Regions from separate parts of the Hordeum vulgare genome. Here all the other regions are linked to region 3. A link is a contact called in public Hi-C data. All regions are on one chromosome and are shown on one strand. Each heading gives the region's core, a stretch centred on a gene start, on an enhancer-like site or on the middle of the called end of the contact. The rest is flanking DNA. Distances are from core to core; before and after follow the strand shown. Region 1 holds the start of LOC123447390 (DELLA protein SLN1). Region 2 holds the start of LOC123447385 (outer envelope protein 64, chloroplastic). Region 3 holds the start of LOC123447395.

Region 1 (4,636 bases), core at 2,074-4,573, 450 kb before region 3:
CTGCTGCTGGTTAGAGAGAGAGAGAGGGAGAGAGAGGGGGGGAGATAATCAACAGAAGCGGCAATGCGGCCTACTGTGTCTGTACCGCGCCACTCCGGCCAGCAGTGGCCTCTCAGGTTGCCACTGCTCCCCCCGCGTCGCGTCTGCAGTAAAAGTCCCTGCACTCCGACGAACGATCAACGCCGGCGCTCCTGCTCACGCGCTCGCCGGGGTTAATTAACGGACCACTTACTTACTTACCACCACAACCCACGGGCGTTTACAGTGCAAGGTGTGGTGGTGGCAGACCGCGGTATTTACAGTGCGTATTGTACGGCGCAGTGGGCGGCAGTAGTACCACTACCGTATTCAATATCTTTTGCTACGGTTGGTTTGGTGCAGTGCAAAGCTTTGAACACCACCCAACTGATTGCTGGTATGCGGTGCGGCTGTGCAGAAACAGTATTCGGTTTCGATCAACTGATTGCTACGGCAGCAGCGCCAAGGCCTTGACCGTTCGGTGGTGATGCGCCTCTCCAACTAACGAGCGCGCAGGCTCGTTTTTAGATCAGAAACAGCCAGCCAGCCAGCGAGAGGGCGACCACACGGCCAACGCAGAGGGAAACTACACGAGATCTTTCCAACACGGCGCATCATTTCGGTTTGCATCCTAGATCAGGAGGCTTGCAAAGCAAAGGCTAATCCTCGACGTGAATCTATACAAAGTCCCAAGTCAAACTTACATACAACAGCAAGAGCAAAGCCACCATCTTCATCACAAACAAAGCTTGGTTTCACTTTTTAGTAGATGTGCCTTGCGTACAAAATTCTCAATGGAGCAGCTGCTAACAAAGTCCGGCCCGTGCTTATTTCAATATGAGCGATTGGAGGAATTACACATAGCAATAGTAATAGACATTTAAACATAATAATAATAGTAATAGGGCTTAATAAGGAGTTTTACGGGTGATGGTGAACTGGGAACGAAGGAGGGATTACATTACATGCCGGCGGTCTGGTCGGAGTTGGTCGTGTCCATGTCTTCACGCCGGACGCAGAACCAAACCGTAGAGTGGTAACCCGATCGATCCTAGCCGGTCGCTGCAATTCAGCGTATCACTGACATTTAGCTTCTTCTTCATCTTCTTCTTCTTCAAGTGCGTGTGCGTGCGCCGGAGAGCCGGGGCGGGCGGGCGGCCGGGGTTGTGTCGTAGCGCTCCATGCTCTCACGATGTCTACTTACAGCGTTCAAAACTCGCGATCACGGCGCGGCGAGGCGCCATGCGGAAGTGGCGATCAGCGGGCGCGTGTGCCACCCGAGAGTCAGGCACCCTTCCTTCTCCTCCACCTTGTACCCGTCGCCGCCGGCGAAGAGGGCCAGCAGCGTGCTCGCCTGCTTGTAGGCATTGGAGCCCAGGTGCACGGTCTCGAACCCGGCGTTGCCCAGCCGGTTCCGCCACTGCCCCAGTGTCTCGTGCCGCTCTGTGCGCTCCGTGCCCTCGCAGGCCACCACGTTGCAGATCTGCCGGCCGAGGTACACCTCGGACATGACCTGGTCCGTGCCGGCGGCGGCGGCAGGAGCGGCACCCCCCGATGAGACCTCGGACGGGCCGCCGGAGCTGCCGCCCTCGAGAGAATCGAACATGGTGGAGTAGTAGTGCAGGGACTCGGTGAAGCGGTCCAGGAATGAGCCGGAGTTGTGGTTCGCCTCCTGCTCGACCACGGTGACGATCCTCGGCCGCACGGCGCGCACCGTGCCCAGGACCTTCTCGAGGGCGCCGGGCTGCGCGAGGAGCCGGTGCATCTCGAAGACTGAGTTCACGGCGATTACCTCGGGCTCCTCGTTAGGGTCCTCCTCGCCCTCCGGCTGCAGCATGAACGGCTCCAGGTCCGCGAGCGTGGCGGCGACGAGGCCGCGATACTGGAAGTCGACGCGGATGGTGTGCGCGAACTGGGCGAGCTTCCAGCCCACCTGCTGCAGGGCGTCGGTCTCGTCCGGCTGCGGGGGGCCAACGCCGGTGAGGCGGAACGAAGGGGGCCCGCCAGGACGGAGTGCGAGGGCCTGGAGAAGGGCCGGCCACTGCATCCCCTGCTTGATGCCGAAGTCGACGACGTGGACGCGGCGGCAGCCGGCGAACGCCTCCAGGATGGCCTGGTTGGCGGTGAAATGGGCGAACTTGAGGTAGGGGCAGGACTCGTAGAAGTGCGCGTGGAGGAGGTCGGCGAAGGCGGCGTCGAGGAGGGAGCTGTCCGGCTGCGGGCGGAAGCGGAAGACGCGGCGGGCGAGGGCCTCGCCGAAGTAGGCGGCGACCTTGCGCATCGCGCCGCCCTGCGACGCTGCCAGCAAGGGTATCTGCTTCACCAGCGCCTCGGCGGCCGAGAGGTTCTCCTGCTGCACGGCCTCCGCGCACGCCAGCAGCGCGTGCACCAGCCGAATCCCGGCCTCCTGCGTGTCGACCACGACGACCGGCAGCGCGGGCGCAGCAGCCGCAGCCGCCACCGGCGGAGCAGCCTCCACCACAGAGCTCCTGGCGGCACCACCGCCGAGCGAGGACGACGAGGAGGACGAAGACGACGTGCTGCTGCCGCCAGTGCGCATCCGCTTGGGGTCCCGGACGGAGTCAGCGGAGAGGTCGGCCGGCGCGACGGGCGGCGAGATGATCGGGCGCAGGGCGTAGGTGCTGCTGGAGGAGTCGACAGAGGGCGGGAGATCGAAGTATCCGCCGCCGCCCGTGACGGTGGAAGAGGTGGAGGCGTTGAGCTGCGGCGGGGCCGGCGGGAGGGGCGGCGGCGGCGCGTTGAGCTCGGACAGCATGCTCTCGACCCAGGAGGAGAGGTCGGTGGGGTTGTAGTGGACGGTGTCCGTGGCGAGGTGGGTCGCGAAGCCGTCGTCGGGGGCGGGGCCGCCCATCCCCATGGCCATCTCGAGCTGCTCCAGCTTCTGCGCCACGTCCGCCATGTCGGACGCCCGCACCTTGTACCCGAGCGCCGCCAGCAGCTCGTCCACCTCCTCCCCCTCCCCCGCCTCCGACGACGACACCATCATCTTGTCCCTCGACGACCCCATCTCATCACCCCCACCGCCGCTCCCGCCGCCGTCCTGGTACTCGCGCTTCATGATCCTCGCCGCGAGCGAGCTACCTCGCTCTCTACCTAGCCAATAATCGCGGGAAGCTTTTGCTTGCCTCGGTTTCGGGTGCGGGGAGGGTCAGGATTTGGATCCAGGGTTGGGAAAGGGGGGAGGAGGAGGGGAGCGAGCGGGCAAACTGGCAAAGCAGCGAGCGAGCGGCAGCGGGAGCAACTGGGAGTAGTTGTAGGGGAGGGGGGGAGGGAGGAGATTGCGAGACGGCATCGGGTGATGGGAGGGGAAGGCATCTGGGCATAGTGGTGTGGTGGTGGCGCGTGTGTGTGTGTGGGTCGCTGGCGGGCGGGGGCCAACACGCGCACAGCGTTGGATCGGACGGACGGATTCGTCGCTCGCTCGCTCGCGCCCATCTTTATCACCAGACAAGCTTCGCCATCCAGTTACAAATCTTGTGCCCACCACCCCAGAAATTCCCACACAATTAAAAAAAAAGGCGTGAGATTGGGCTCCGCTCCGGTACGTCGACCTCCCCCCCGTCTCCGTGCGCTGCGGATGTGTGGCCTGGCCTGTGGCCTTGCTGCAGCAACACGTGGAGATCGTGAGCTGTATTTGAGGTTTGCTATATGGACTTCAATGATGCTACACATACATAAGTTTACATAGGTTTTTAAAAAAGATGAATTTTGATTGAAGATTAAGGGAAATGAGGGCCCCAGCCCGTTGAAAATCAAGGGGGACGGTTAGTTAGAAAGAAAGAATCCTAGTCAGCCTGTAACCTTATGTAACTCTTTGTATGTCTAGCATTTTTGGTATGGACTTCTAGGGCAATGCACAGGCGATGGAGAACGTTGCGTTTTTTTGCTTACTACTAGTACGATCTTTCGCACCGAAGACGGTACCGAGCTTTGCTACACGTACACAATTTCTTACGTGATACTTCCTCCGTTCCTAAATATAAGACATTTTAGAGATTCCACTATGAACTACATACGGATGATGTAGTCATATTTTAGGATGTAGATTCACTCATTTTGCTTCGTACCTAGTCTATAGTGTAATCTTTAAAAGGTCTTATATTTAGGAACGGAGGGAGTAGATAATGTAGGTGTGGCATTTTTGCTCCTCGTTGCATTGTACCAGTGGACGTAGGAAGGAGGCATCAACACCGAAACACATTTGATGCATTTTTTTTAAAATTTATGTATGGGCGATTTTATGAGGGTCTGTTTTGCTGGATATATGGCATTTTTTGGGCCTTTTTCGTGAAAAAATACAAGTGCACATTCGGTAGAATGAAAAATGCAGCTGCTCTATTACCGGGCATTTAATAAATATGTTCATGGAAAACAGATTGTTGAAATTAGTAATCTTATTGACAATCTCATATTATGTGGTACCTTTGTTGCGAGAGTGGTAGTGTTACCAAAAAATATAGCTGCTCAATCACTAGTCGATGGGAAAATCTCTTTCAAGAGTTGTGTTGAAGTGTCATTTTTCTTGAATTGTCAAGGGCCTCTTTGATTCAAAGAATATTTTAATCATAAGAATTATTTCCATGTTGGTCGTCTAATT
Region 2 (4,663 bases), core at 1,778-4,277, 510 kb before region 3:
GGTATAGAGATGTGAGTCCTCTATGAATGAAGAACCGGCAAAAACTCCAACATCGAAAACAGCATATAGATGCATATGGACTCCGTTTTCGATGAACTCGAGCTTGTCACGAAGATGACCATAAGCTCTAAAACTCACAAAGAGAAACACCAAACAAGAACCAAGAAGTATGATGCAAGGATGCAAATGGTTTGAGCTCTCAACGAATGATACGATCAAGCTACTCACTTGAGAGCCCCCCTTGATAGTACAACAATCTATCCTAACCAGAAAACCTATCAAGGGCAAACCTATACCTTGCACCTCGTCCTCTTGAGCTAGATGATGATGATCTTGACTTCCTCAAGATGGACCACCTTTCTTGATTGCGTTGGCTTGATGAAGACTAGTTGATTGCTCCCCCATACTCACTATGGGTGAGCCACTCTTCAACATATCTTCACAAGTCCATTGCCACCAAATGGACGGCAAGCTTCAAGCATGATATCTTCGTGCTGATCCACTTGAACTTGCACATCGCAATCTTGATGACAATCACAACTTGACGTCATACTTCATGGGTTGTATGAGATCTTCTCTTTGACGCAAGCCATGGAAACACACCTAACCCCCACATAGAACTCTCACGAAGACCATGGGTTAGTACACAAACACGTAATGGACAATGCTTACCATACCATGGGATCACTTGATCCCTCTCGGTACATCTTGTACGCTTTGTGTGTTGATCATCTTGATTTACTCTTTGTCTGAGATCTTGATCAACCTTGTGTCTCTATGACCATTCTTTGGATAATACCTTGAATACCACCTTGGTCATCATATAAACTCCTTGAACCCAACAGATGGACTTCAAGAAGTGCCTATGGACAAATCCTATAAATATAACTTAAGGCAACCATTAGTCCATAGGAATTGTCATCAATTACCAAAACCACGTATGGAGATATATGCTCTAACATTACTATTGTTACTTGCTACCCGTTATGAATTATCTTATCGCACAACTATCTGTTACCGATAATTTCAGTGCGTGCAGAGAATACCTTGCTGAAAACCACTTGTCATTTCCTTCTGCTACTCGTTGGGTTCGACACTCTTACTTATCGAAAGGACTACGATAGACCCCCTACACTTGTGGGTCATAAGTGAGCAACAACATTGGGCTCAACTAGCACAAATGAACGAACCGTAGGCGGCACCTCGAAAACCTCTGAATCAAGAGGCATTTGTTCCATAGGAGGCCGGGAGTCCTCGACACAGGATGACGAAAATTGGCTCTCGGGCAGCACGAGGGCCTGACTAATCTCTTGCATTTGTGTGGTCATATCCTACAAATGTAAGCGTCATGATCTTGTCCAACACTTGCACGCTACCAGCAAAACATCCATGACTACTAGCTACCAACACTTGCCCACATGGAAACAACCCCCAGCATGCTCCAAATCCATCACAACTAGCTGCTAGAACATCACAGTCAAACAGATCAGACGGCCTAACCCTACCATATGGAAAGATCTAGCTAGAACTAGTAAAGAGAGGAGGTGATGATTGAACTTACACATGCCATCGGAACGACCGGGGAGGAGGCGCCTGGCACGTTGGAGAGGAGGAGGAGGACCCACCGCCGCAGTCACCGGTCGTCGGAGTTGTTGCACCGCTTACCTCATCATGGAAACGGATCCGCGTCGGAGGAAAGCTCGAGAGGGGGGAAATGGTGGAGGGAGTTTTGCCGCCGCGGTCACCCTCGATATATAGGGTGACCGAATCGGCGGGCGGTGACTCAAATTCGTCGCGCTGCTTTTTCGAAGATGCGCCATCGCTCTCGCCATCACCCTCCCCTGTGTGGCCGGTGTGGCGTTCCCCTCCCCTGCATCGCTCAAGCCTAGCTCGCAAAAAACAGCCGATTCGACCGTTCCCAGCGGGCCTGGCTGAGAGGTGCTTTGAGGTTCGTGCTATGCGGGTCAAACAGTGAATGCATGCTACCAAACAGCCCATATTCATTCCGCGCGGGCCTGGTTGGGCCTAGTGGAGGCAACCAAACACATCTCTAGCTCCGCTACTTCTTGCATTGTAAAGGCATCCCATATACTTTTTTTCCAAAAAATACTTGTATTGCCCAGTTAGAAAGGTTACATATTTTTAGAGTACATAGCAAGGTTACATTTAGTTTGGCAAAGTGTGATGGCCTTAGCGGGTGCTAACCCTAACCAAATGGCAATGTGACCTTGAGCCTTGCGCCCTTGCCATAATTTGCCATCAAATGGCTCACAGAGTTTTGACTTCAACACAAATGAGCAATACAAGTGCTTTTAAAAGATAAAGTGTATTTACTTTATCGGATTAGAACCATTTAGGCTTCTCCCAATGCTTCATCATGTACTCTCTTCGTTTTTACTTACTCGACGCATTAGCTTTGGTCAAAGTCAAGCTTTATAAACATTGACAAAGTTTATAGACACATATATTAACATATACAATAACAAATCAATACCATTAGATACATTATTGAATTTACTTTCACATTATATGAATTTGTTACGGTAAGTATTTTTTTTTATAAACTTAGTCAAACTTTATTTAATTTGACTGTAGTCAACTCTAATATGCAGAGTAGACAAAAACGAAGGGAGTACGAGTGCTAAGTCTGCCAAATAGGCACAACTCATCTAAGACATTGAATACACGTAGCACCTCATCTAAGCACATTTGCGTTGAAAGAGGTCTTAGAGTGCGTGATTTTTCAATAATTGTAGTCGCTGCTAGATGGTAAGTTACGCTACCTCCGGTGCCGATGAATAGATCAAAAGTTCTTCCCGTAAAAAAGGCTTATGAAGAAACTAAAATGTTCCCTTTGAAATTCAAGCGAAAAAGCAAGCAAACCAGGTTTTCAAAATTCACCGGAAAACTCCCATCACCTAGGTTTTCCTTTCGGTAGACAAGAGATGTTCCTCTGTTGGAAGGAATTTCAGCTTTGGTGTCGCCCGTGGTATATAGCTCCTCCGCGAAGCCAACAGCGCCCACGGGACCCCCACGGCGCTTGTTATCCATCCACCACGCAGCCGCCTTCTCCTTCCGGGCCTCTCGCCGTCTTCCTCCTCCCCACCGCCCTCGCCTCAAAACCCCCGCCCCCGCCCCCGCCCCCTAAAAACCCTAGCCCTCGAATTCTCCCCCGCCCGCTCGGAGCGTACGGCCCGCTACACAGGCGCATGGCGTCCTCGACGGCCGCCAACCTCTGGGTGCTGCTGGGCCTCGGCATCGCCGGCGTCCTCCTGGCGGCGAAGCGGCTCAAGCGGCCGGCCCGCCCGGACCACGGCGCCTTCGTGTCGCGCCTCGAGCTCCTGCCGCCTCCCCAGCCCCCGCCGCCCCAGGCACGCCACCCCCTCACCGACCTCTGCTTCGCCATCGCCGACGCGTAAGCTCTCGCCCCCCCTCCCTCCCTCCCCCCTTCGTGTTTGGCCGGCGACAGGTTCTAGCCCGGATTGGGTTAGGCAGGGGGCGACTTGTTTAGCATAGCTTGGGTGATGATTCGATCGCGCCACGCCAGCGTTAATTCGGTATTGTTGTTTACGGGGATTGGATTTGTGCTGCTGGTTACCAGTCGGTCGTGGTGATGGGATTTGCTCAGCATGGAACCATTGATGCATTGTATGTGCTGAATTGTTTCTTTGCCGTTTGAATGACTCTAATGCCTCTGCCTCGCATGGGACAGCTTCGTGGATGACTTTCCAACTTTTTAATGGCCGACGCCAAAAAGGAAAACAGTGCCCTGCAAGAGCACATGAATGTTGGTAGTATTAGATACAACAGTTATGGTATTATCTATCACAGTTACCCAACAATCTACTACGCTAGAACTAGGCAGCTCAGTAGTTTCAGCATGCATCCTGGCTCGTGGTGTGGTTTATTATACTACAAGGCGCTAGAATCCATAGACAATACAATATCTGACATAATAATAATGAGTCATAGTACCTTTTCTTCATGAAATTTATCTTGTTAGGTTTGCCATGCCAATTATGAGTTGCTAGAGCGAATTTTGGGAGTTAAGATTGAGGTTGAGGGAAGATCACAAACTATTTATAGGACAGACTAATTTAGGCATCTACTGCTGGTTTCAGAAGCACATTTTTGGTAGGGGGTGAACTTCACCCCTTCAGTTTCCTCCACCGAACATATTGGTTTATGTGCTCGTTGGTGATTGTTGAAACAATCTTCCCCGTTATCCGTTGAAGAGTTGCTAATGTGGCAAGCATTGGGACTTGCGGCAGTCATCTGTTGATGCTAACATGCTCAGTTGCATCCTGACCTTCCACTCTCTCTTTTCCATAAGCAGCCTCTTGTAGAAACATACTTAACACCCTGTTAGATACTCGTAATTTCTTATCTGCCAGATTTAAATCCTCAAACAAATTTGGGGTGCTACTCAGGAAAAAAAAGAACTAGTGGAGATGGTTTGGTATTTGTTCTTAGTCTTTAAATCACATTTTGCTTTGAATTTGTTTACTGGCATGTCAATGACTCTACCATGAAGTGACATTTGAAGCGACATTTCTGTTTTCTGACATTGGTGATACTTGAACATCAACAGATTTCCAGATTCTAAACAATTTTCTTGAACTTCCTTAATCAACTAAAGGCGTTTTCGTTTTTAAAATCTAAG
Region 3 (4,468 bases), core at 1,331-3,830:
GGGTGATTCAACTTTCTGGGATTTTTCAGGAGTCGACCCGAATAGCTGCACAGTAAGGCTTCCACCTGAAGAAAAGGATGTCAAGATATATTCAGTTGGCTTGAAGATTATGTTGTGATTGATTAATATGAACACTTTCGTCAAGGTATTGTCTGTCTGAATATCAAAATGCAACTACAAAAGCACAGAATAAAGCTGAAAGAAGCATCAAGCATACATAGTACAAGGGCAGCTCCAATCCATGCAGCATTGTCCCATCTTTCACCTAAGAGGAACCAAGCGAATCCAGCTCCCCATACTGGTTCTAGCCCATAAACAATTGCAGTTTCAGTTGCTGAAACATGGGCCATCGCTACCATCTGCGCATAGACATACAATATAAGATCATTTCGTAAATTAAACAAGTCTCCACACTGTTCATAGTACTACTACAAGGTTCTAAAAAGCAGGCTAACCTCTGCCCACATGCATAACCCCGTTGAAAAGACTCCAGTGTACAGTGCTGGTATCCAAGGAAAAGAAGCCGCCGAATCCCATAGCGTACCAAAAGTCCATGCTTCAAAGCCGGAATCTTGGACCTCAACAAAGGCATCTTTGAGCAAAAACCAGAGTATCGAGGTGAAAGCCACAACAAGGACCTGAATGGTAGATGATCAGTGAGATGGTTTGCATTTGTGACAAAGATGATATCGGAAACTGCAAGTACACAATTTAGTTATGAACCTCAAAGCTAAGAAGAGCCATGAACTTCTTCTTGTCTGTACTTCTTGATATTTGCTCCGTTCTAAGCATATGGATCCCAAAAAATACCGCACTCAAGAAATTCAGCACGTCACCAACCTTTGGAAACAACACGAGAGGATTGAAAAATCAGAATTATATTCCTTGTCAAGACACGTGATATATGTTGTAACCAAATCTTTGAAAAGACGGACTCAGTTTTTGTCAACAAACTGATCTACTGTTTTGAATTGGTTGGTCGTTGCCATTGGAAATAATATATATTCATTTAGAGTATCACTGTTGATAGTTACACAAAACAAGACATTTGAAGTGCTGTACTAGGTTCTGAAATCCATTAGGCCTTGTTCGGTAAATCCCTCCCAGGAGGGATTGGAGAAGATTGGAGGGGATTTAGGTGGAATTTGACTTGTAGGGGATTTAATCCCTCTCAATCCCCTCCAAACCCCTTCAAATCTGAAGGAACCGATCAAGGCCTTATGGGACCAACTAAATAAGCTAACAAGCGCTACTACATAAGGAACAAGACCAATGCTTAGTACTTACACAAGGAGGAGAGCCACCACATTCTAGCAGGCCAACCCCTATAATCGATACAATGGCCCCGAACCAAGTCAGCATGGGGATGGAGGCTCCAAAAAAGCCATCAATCAGAGGCACAACTATCACCTGTTCACATAATTCTTTAGGTATCACCACAAAAACATTTGCCAATTCCACCATTACAAGTTTACAACAGAAGAAGAAAAAAAAGGTGCGAGAAGGCGTACCGTGAAGGCTGCGATGAAGGATGCTCGCCCAGCTTCAGATGTGGTCAACCCGATTGCCTGGGCAAGGTACGCCAGACTGACCCAAAGTCCTAGCTCTAGTCCCCCATTTCGTGTACGGCGATCTCCGAATGCCCGTATCACAAATGGCAGGAAGGGGATGGCTGCGATAACGAAGCGCACCATGTTGAAAACCGCAGGTTCAGTGAGGGCTTCAACCTCTTTCAGAACTGGGATATCACTTGCTGCAGAAAACAGGAACGGGGAAAAGGAAGCCGTCAAGTCAAACGCTGAGCTCGTGCTTGCATACTGTACTACTACTGAATTCCAGATCACAGACTTCTTGTCCTAGCAAATTAAGCTGCACTTGCAGTACTGAACAATTGGACAACTGTTGCTTCTGTCAACCCATGGCGCCGCCATTTTCAACACCTTGAGCGCATCGTACGAACTGGAGACTCGAGAGGGATGAAGAAAGGTACTAGGTGTAGGTGTACCGTAGATGACGGTGAGGGCGTTGAGAATCATGATGCTGCGGGTCTTCTTGGAGGCGAACAGGATCCGCCTCCACATGGGCCTCCCGCGCACCCGCTTGCCCACGTCCCGGCCCTTCTCCTTCCTCCCTTCCTCCCTGCCGGGATCCTCGAGCGGCGAGCACCGCACCGGCGCGAGAATCCCCGCCCGGCGCACCGACGCGGCCGAGCGGGGCGCCGCGACGGCGAGCAGCAGCACGCGGCAGGAGGGGCCTGCCGCCGCGGCCGCCCTGGGATGCAGGGGCAGCGCGCACGACGCGGGCGCGAGGGAAGATGCCATGCCACGACCACCGCTGCAGCTACTGCGAGCGAGCAGGCAGCAGTCCTAGTACTTCACTGTGTGGAAGCGTCTGGGGAAGTCGGCGAGAGGGGGAGGATTCTCCGCTTCGCCGGGGAGTGGAGGGAGGTGTGGAACTCGTGGGTGGTGAATGTAGCGATGAGGGGGCGGGGAATCGGGCGGAAAAACGACGGAGATGCATTATTTTCTGTGGAGCGGACGCGCGCGGTGGTGGGTGGCGGCTCGCCGGGGTAAAATCTTGTGTCTTGCGAGTCTCCGGTCGTGTTTTCCAGGCAAAACGCCGTCGTCGTGCGGTGACATGGCATGGGGTTGAATTGAAAGGTCTACTCGTTGCCGACGACGTCGCTCGCGTGGGGTAGGAAGCCTTGGACAGGTGTCCCCCGATTCAGCATGTGATTCTCGTTTAACGTTGAGGACGGGGCGTCGAACCGGAGATAAATTCATCCACGGTCACTTTACTTGATCACCCAATTCACTTTGGTCACCCGACTGAAGAATACCCTAAATACTGTGTTTAATGTCACATCAGCAGTGATGGTCACCGTCAACTCTGTATAAACGTGATCAGTTTTTCACGTAACCCTAAAACCCTCTGGCGATTAGGGTTTCGACGGACTTGGACGGCGGCCGCGGTCTCCTCGACGACGGTGCGCCCTGGGGGTTTTCCCTGGGATGGCTTCGGTCCCAAATCCCGGCGGCGCGCAGCACAACTCCGGTCCCTACTCCCCTCGAGCGGAAAGAGCGAAGCTAGAGGAGGCGCTAGGGAAGATGGCGATTACCGATGAGGAAGCAACACCACTTGTGATCGACGACACAGAAGATGATAAGCCGGTTAAGTGGCTCCTGGCGGGGAGGATTCTACACAAGAATCTGCTGCACATCCAAACAATCTCAGGGGCTCTTAAGCCGGCTTGGGGAAACCCTAGAGGTCTGCAGTTTCGATTTATGGGGGAGAATACCTTTGTGGCTGAGTTCGAGACACGAAGAGATAGAGATAGAATATGGGAGGGATCTCCCTGGCACGTTAGCAGGAACGATGTTGTCTTGGCAGAGTTCGACGACTGCATGCGGGCGGATGAAGTTAAATTGGACAGGCCCAGCTTATGGGCTCGTGTACCAAATCTCCCGTACAATCTACGTAATGATGCATGAGGAAAGCTGATAGCTCAGCAGATTGACAAGGCTTCCTGCGAGCAAGGGTCTCAATTGAGGTATGCAAGCCACTCCGGAGGTGGATCTAGATCGATTCAGCAAAAAGGAAGAAGGTAGACATGTATGACATACAATATGAGCATGTTCCCCACTTCTGCTTCTCCTGCGACCGACTTGGGCATGCAGATATTTACTGCTCTACTCCGGGCCCTAGAGACACTAATGGAGAGCTACCGTTTGGGCCAAAGCTTCGGGCTAGTGATGACTGGAAGAAGGCGTCGTCTGGTGACAGCTCCAATAAGGAGCACTACTCTGGTACTAGTAATCAGAGGGAGTCCAAGAACTCTAGCTCTAGTGCGAAAGGTGGTACTGCCGAAGTAAATTCCCCAGTGAAAAACCGCATGAATAATAAGAGGAAGGAGGTACCCAAGCAGGCTTACCGTCGTGTTACTGAATCAAAGCTCTTGATCACTGATGGTTCGGAGGCAGTGGATGCAACAACAGGTGACCAAGGTATGAAGGGGGATGAGAATGAGGTGGATCCTGATGCGGCTAAGGAAGGAGAGAGAGTTCCAAAGAAGAAAAAGCCAACTCCAACAAACTCGACAGAGGCTACGGTGCAGCCCTGCCAGTCCCAATGAGGTGCATAAGCTGGAACTGCCGGGGGCTTGGGAACCCCGAGGCAGTTCGAGAGCTTCGTAGTATTGTGAAGCAGGAAGCTCCCGCCCTACTGTTCTTAATGGAGACCAAAATCAGGGCTAGACGAGTGGAGAACCTACGCTATCAGCTAGGTTTTGTGGGCTGTTTTGCGGTGGATAGCAATGGAGTAAGTGGAGGTGTTGGCCTCTTCTGGTCTAAAGACGTCACCGTAGACTTGAGAAGTTTTAGTATCGACCATATTGACACTATGGTGCTCTTAAGTGACCATGACTCAGTTGAATGGAGGTTCACAGGGTTTTACGGAGCACCGAGAGTGG

What was found. A called contact is a pair of places that touch in the nucleus more often than the background predicts.
Region 1: a Hi-C map of leaf shows a contact between it and region 3, with 3 times the contacts expected there. The contact joins the promoter of LOC123447390 here to the promoter of LOC123447395 in region 3. A contact is called at or near these places in 3 of 6 Hi-C or Micro-C datasets (leaf and seedling) and 1 of 1 datasets of contacts at active chromatin or transcription factors (embryo).
Region 2: a Hi-C map of seedling shows a contact between it and region 3, with 2.8 times the contacts expected there. The contact joins the promoter of LOC123447385 here to the promoter of LOC123447395 in region 3. A contact is called at or near these places in 2 of 6 Hi-C or Micro-C datasets (leaf and seedling).

Annotation. Positions count from the first base shown.
Region 1 is chr4H:15,125,140-15,129,775 of MorexV3_pseudomolecules_assembly, forward strand. LOC123447390 (DELLA protein SLN1) reads right to left here and starts at 3,324. Exons shown (of 1, transcript XM_045123987.1): 1 at 751-3,324. The coding sequence starts at 3,097. The coding sequence ends at 1,241.
Region 2 is chr4H:15,063,346-15,068,008 of MorexV3_pseudomolecules_assembly, forward strand. LOC123447385 (outer envelope protein 64, chloroplastic) reads left to right here and starts at 3,028. Exons shown (of 13, transcript XM_045123982.1): 1 at 3,028-3,415. The coding sequence starts at 3,210.
Region 3 is chr4H:15,574,079-15,578,546 of MorexV3_pseudomolecules_assembly, forward strand. It overlaps LOC123447395, which reads right to left and starts at 2,581. Exons shown (of 8, transcript XM_045123991.1): 1 at 2,006-2,581; 2 at 1,512-1,753; 3 at 1,288-1,410; 4 at 724-840; 5 at 456-638; 6 at 218-359; 7 at 1-65. The coding sequence starts at 2,321.